2 separate regions of the Triticum aestivum genome follow, and region 2 is linked to region 1. Evidence: chromatin contacts called from public Hi-C data. All regions are on one chromosome and are shown on one strand. Each heading gives the region's core, a stretch centred on a gene start, on an enhancer-like site or on the middle of the called end of the contact. The rest is flanking DNA. Distances are from core to core; before and after follow the strand shown.

The links. Hi-C and Micro-C count contacts between places; a contact is called where the count stands out from the background.
Region 2: a contact with region 1 is called in a Hi-C map of leaf, with 4 times the contacts expected there. The contact joins the promoter of LOC101290665 here to the promoter of LOC123069239 in region 1. A contact is called at or near these places in 3 of 5 Hi-C or Micro-C datasets (all in leaf).

Annotation. Positions count from the first base shown.
Region 1 is chr3B:177,894,997-177,897,830 of IWGSC CS RefSeq v2.1, reverse strand. It overlaps LOC123069239 (polyadenylate-binding protein-interacting protein 11), which reads left to right and starts at 1,531. Exons shown (of 10, transcript XM_044492038.1): 1 at 1,531-2,069. The coding sequence starts at 1,797.
Region 2 is chr3B:178,243,521-178,246,582 of IWGSC CS RefSeq v2.1, reverse strand. It overlaps LOC101290665 (gibberellin 2-beta-dioxygenase 3), which reads left to right and starts at 1,518. Exons shown (of 3, transcript XM_044492041.1): 1 at 1,518-2,067; 2 at 2,799-3,062. The coding sequence starts at 1,622.

The sequences.
Region 1 (2,834 bases), core at 282-2,781:
AGTGTTCTGTCATTCGCCCCCAATACGCGTCTCTACTTTGATCACCTCCAATGGATGGATCCTTGGAGACATGCAAATAAGTGTTGCATAGTAACTTGTCATCGGTGGTGGAGTAATTGCCCGCTCTTCCTCTCGGCGCCTCGACAATTCCCTCACCCTCCTCGTCCACCTCAAACTCATGGTCTTCGAAATGGATGTCATTGGTTTGAGACTAATGCGAATTGTTGGACCCAACACCCATAGTGGACATGTATGCATCATCGTTGAGACTACAATTTTTTTGAACAATGCAAATAAGCTATCTATATGTAAAATGATGATGCATTGAAAAAATAAGAAGAAAAAAATACTTGGAAATTTTTTCACCTTGGGGGCATTTCGTCGAACACTTGGTGCGCGTCGGCGGCCGGCTCAACGAGTGAGCTCGCCGGCGCTTCGGTAGCCGCCGCGGCCGTCGAACGCCCTGCAAGCTTTTTCCCCCTCGCCATGCCGGAGCCGTCCGCCGCCTTGTTCTTCTTTGCGGATGTTTTGCCCTTCTTCGTCCGCGCCGCATTGGGTACTTTCTTCGACGGTGCGGCGGCGGCACGGGATGGCGCCGGCGCGACGCCACCCGGCGCCGGCGCCGTAGTCATCCGCGGCGGCAAGAAGAGGCTGCGCGCGAGGCCGACGCTCGGCGGAGCTCCGGCGGCGGCGACGCCCGCGCTCGTCGCGCTAGGGTTTCCGGCGGCGGCGGCGGCGGCGGGGGGTTCGCGGATGTACAACGGGGTGAGCAGGCGCCGGTGTGCGCGTCCATGGCGGGGGCAGGGCGCCGGCGCCGGCGCGTGCGGGGCGTAGGACAAGGAGAGGGCGAGAGTGCGGGCGCGAGCGCTCGAGTGTGCCGCGCGCTGTAGCTGGCGCTTCCAAATACACCGCGCGGATAAGCGGTTTTGACCGCGCGCCCAACCCGGTATCGCGCGCGCCGTTTTTGCGCGCGCGCTAAGTGCCCGCTGGAGCGAGCCGCCGCGTAGCGCGCGCTAAAATGGCATTTTTTGCAGCGCGGCGCTCGTTTAGCGTGGCTGTTGGAGATGCTCTAACGTCTTAGCGGCGCATAGGGCAACTGGTGTTTTTTTTTTTGGGGAGGATATCACATAATTTTAAGAACTTATCTCATTAAATACTATAGATAACACACTCCATCATATAGCATGTGTTTATTGTCGTTTCTATGTGACATGGAATCCATTAGAAATGATTGACCGTATCAACCGCTCTACGAACTCTTAATAAAGATAATTTGCTTTGGTGAATGTTTAAACAAAGCATAGTTTGTGAAATACATACATCCATTTAAGCGACGAGTAATTCCACGCGCTTTGCGGGTTAAGAGTAACCGTCGACATTAAACCATCGACCAACATTAAATCCAAACGTACCGGCGCATGGATCTGATGGTGTAGAACACGTCCACGCAGAAACCGGCCCCGCGTCGCACCCGTCCTTTTCTCCCCGGTTCTCGGCATATAATTTGCGCACCGCAAATGGCCAAAAACCCCGTAAAAGCAAAACCCACCCGCGACTAATCGACGCCATTAGCGAGCGAGAGCACGAGCGCGGCACAGTGCCACGCATCGCACGCGAACCTTCCCACCCCCTCCTCCATCTCCCCCGCACTCCAGAGCAGAGCCTGCACCAGACGGACGGCCTCCCCTCGCCTCGCTAGAATCCCACCAACCAGTCCAGTCCGCCGCGCGGTTCGGCCAGGGACGGAGGCATCGTCGTCGGCGTCTGGTGTGTCGGCTGTCGAGGCGACCGCGCGGATGGCGGCGGTGGCGGAGGGCTCGCCCGCGGCTTCCGCGGCGGCGGCCAAGGAGGCGGAGTACCGCAAGGACGTGCAGAAGCTGGTGGACCTGCTCTCCAAGCTGAACCCGGCCGCCAAGGAGTTCGTCCCGTCCTCCGCGGCCGCCACGCCCAGGAAGGGGCTGTCGGCGGACGCGCCGGTGTTCTACTACGGCCCGATCGGAGGCCGGAACGGGGGGATCGCCGGGTACCCCGGCGCCGACGCCGGGTACATTGGGTACCAGCAGCGCATGGTAAAATTCTGCGGCCTCTTTTAGTGTCATCAATCATTCAGAGGCTGGGACTTGGTTGGATTGGAAGGCTCGGATCGGAGCGGGTGGTTTTCCCCTGTGCGGAGGATTTGGCGTGATTACTTTTTTGCATTACTTGATAACTTGATACGTTAAGAAGACTTGGTACGTTATCTTTTTTCCCTCATTTGCGTTGGATGGCGTTACCGGCGGTTGGTGGTTTGCGTGGTGTGGTTGTTGGCGTTCTTTAGTGAAAGCCTTGCCATGTTCTTCTTTTCGAGGTTCCCTTGGTTATAGTGAGGTTTCGCTTCAGAGTCACGACTAGTGCACTATCTATCTGCAAATCTCTTTGTGAGATATGTTTTCTCTGCTGCTTAGATCGTCGGTGTGTTTGATTAATAATATTCTGGGTTTTAGATCCTATTGATTTGGCTTGTTTTGGTTAAAATATCCCAGTTCATGTGAGTTCTAAAACATATAATTTCACTTAAGAATTCAGATCGATGTAAAATCCAGATATTAAAAAGTATCATATCTTTAACCCTGATCTACTCGTACACTTTCCTATTATTAGGTAGTCTCTGAATCTGGCAATTCAGTTCAGAGAAAACATAAATTAGAATGTGGACGCCTTTTCACTTTGATATTTAGAGCAATTCATTTTAGACTAGACTTTTCCGTGGTTTTGGTTCAGCTGTCTGTTGTTTAATAATGTGATTCTTCTCCAGATCAGCTGCTTGTAATAATTAAGTTTGGATAGTATGATTC
Region 2 (3,062 bases), core at 269-2,768, 350 kb before region 1:
CACCAGCTAGCTTGGCGAGGATTATTAGCATGAACCCCTTGCTATTGCAATATTGTTTCTGTTTCTTTAAAGGAAATGGTTTCAAGCATATTAAACCTAAGGAATGGTGCAAAATAAATTAAACCTTTCCAAAAAAACAGAAAAATTATAAATAGTAAATCAGCATATTGTTAGGTACTTGCAGTGGCTTCTTTGTCAAAAGATGACCAAGGTTGAAAATGACTCAAGCTCCAGCCGTCCTTCTCTGAAGCCTTTCTAAGTGTAACTTGGATCTTACTGCCTTCGTCACAAACACGGATAATATTTTTTTTGACGAAAAACAGCATTCTGATTTCATTCATTAAGATAGGATGAGTTTTTTTTGACAAACACGGATAATAGTTCGTTTCAAAACACGGATAATAGAGACCCCATAGCCTACTCACATAGGTACCCTTTTTTTTTACATGAATAGAGGGTTGTGGATCTGCTTAATGTGTTTCCCAGACCATCAGTGAGCGTCTCCAACTATCGTGATTAAAAAGAGCTATTGGGATACCTGTAAAGATCCCAATCTTCAGTAGCGATTAGCAAACCGAAGTTGGCAAAATGCGTGCTGGTCTAATGTGGCCAAAAGACGTCAAGGCCCATCTAGAACGTGAGATTATTGTTCTTGGGTTCGCAAGCGATAAATATAGGCATACAGCACACGTTATCTGCGTCTATCTCTTGCACCTGGCGAGGATTTTTTTAGCATGGACAGCTCAGCGGGGCTCCCCGTTCATGCAGTCCATTCCTATTTTTGAAGAAGGAAATGAACCCGGACGGACATATTATCCTTGTGGTCCTCTGAGCAAGTGCTGCACAAGTATTTTCCTATTCTGCTGGAGTGCATTGTACCACCACGCCACGGCAAATCCACGGCATTATTGGTCCATGTATATACTATTATGCTCAGTGTTTAAGACCCACAAGTATCTTGCCTGGCTATTCAAGAGCATTTTGCAGGTATTGGCAAAAAGACTCGTATACGTCGTCCGCATGGTGGTAACTTGTAAGCAATATCGTCAAAAGATGACCAAGATTGAAAGTGACCCCGATCGGCCATCGCTCTGAAGGCTGAAGGCTCTGACCCAAGTAAGTTTTCTGGAAGTGTGACTATGATGGACTTTCAAGATTTTCTGTGTCGCCAGCAAGGAATTCTAAACCGAAAAACAAAACAATCGTAATATGTGAGCCATGTGTCATCACTGACGTAGAAAACACACATTCCGCGTACGTACTGAAGTGCTCAGACGGCAGGGATTAAACCGGCACGGACACTACCGATCTAATGTAACGATGAGCGAAACGGCAACCCATGATGACACTAGCGATCCGTGCCATTGGTGCTCGATCTGACGGCCCAGATCAACGCACTACAGCGTCACAGGTGCACAGGCAGAGCGCGCGGAATATTCAGAGGCTGTACTTGTACCAACCCAAACTTCCGGCGGGCGGGCCGGTGCGCCTATAAATAGAGGGCAACGAGCTCGGCTCGTATCACTCGACTCGAAGAGCTCTCGCGCTTGCTCGATCAAACCTTCCTGCCCTGCTTTCTCCTCTGTTTCCTCGAGACCAAGGAAGAAGAAGCCGACCGACCATGGTGGTTCTTGCCAAGGGCGAGCTCGAGCAGATAGCGCTGCCGGCGGCGCAGCCGCCGCTGGCCCACGTCCGGGCGATCGACCTGTCCGCCGCCCCGGGGCCCGGCCGCGCGGCCGCGGCGCGCGCGCTGGTGTCCGCGTGCGAGGAGCAGGGCTTCTTCAAGGTGACCGGCCACGGGGTGCCGCCGGAGCTCGTGCGCGCCGCGGAGGCGGCCGCGGCGGAGTTCTTCGCGCTGCCGCAGGCCGAGAAGGAGGCCGCCGCGGGCCGGCCGCTCGGGTACGGCAGCAAGCGGATCGGCGTCTCCGGCGACCTCGGGTGGATCGAGTACGTCATGCTGGGGGTCACCCCCGCCGGCGCGCTGCCCGCCGCCTCCTTCACGTCCTGGACATTGCCGTGCGCGGGCGCCGCCGTGGCGTCACTGTCCGAGCCCCCCTGCCCCTTGCGGTGAGTTCGTTCGCTCGCCACCCATGCACGCGTACATTTTACATGCGCCCTCCGCGTCTGCACCGGCACCCCCTCCCTCCGCTGACAAACACATGCACATGCACATGCACACATGCCACGCCACGTTTTTCTTCCCGCCCTCTCATGATCTGCTCTGCTCAAAATGCGTGTTCGAACAGTCCAATCACTGTCAGTTGGAGAGCATTACCTGAACTCCTAAAGTGTACCAAAAGTGAATCTTAGCTAGCAACACCAGTCAATTTGCCAGGTCCCTAAAACACGAAGCTGTGGGATTTTTTTTCGTTGAATAGTTTAGAGTTCCTGAAAAGCAAATTTGAAAATATAAGGAGAATTTCCGTGGATAAGGTCGGCCTTTCGTGGCCGCGTGGAGCTTCACTATTTATCGCGGCCGACGTACGGAGGCGGCGAATCTTTAACGTTTGACTCACGTGCGGCGGCGACGTAACGGTCGGCCCGTTCCTTTCGATCACTCTCTACTTGCCGTGCTGCTCCGTTCGCACGTGTCGGCGTCGCCGCGCATCCGTGTCGACGCGCCGCCCGTCCAGCTACGTACGTACGCTGCCTTTCTGCCGCTCCGGTGACGTGCTGCCGTTTGCACTCCACACCGCCGCGCCCCATCTCTATCCGCATCTCTTTTGACATCATTCATTAATCGGTGTCGCCGAGAAATGCATTGAGTGATATTTTGGTGGTCTTTTTTTTGTTGTCAGGGATCTTCTGGAGGAGTACGCGGCGGCGGTGCGGCGGATGGCGTGCGGCGTGCTGGAGCTGATGGCGGAGGGGCTGGGGGTCGCGCCGGCGGACGCGCTGTCGCGGCTGGTGTCGGACGCGGAGAGCGACAGCATGGTCCGGGTGAACCACTACCCGCCGCGGCCGGAGCTGCAGGGCCGCCTCCTGACGGGGTTCGGCGAGCACACGGACCCGCAGGTCATCTCCGTGCTCCGCTCCAACGGCACGTCCGGGCTGGAGATCTG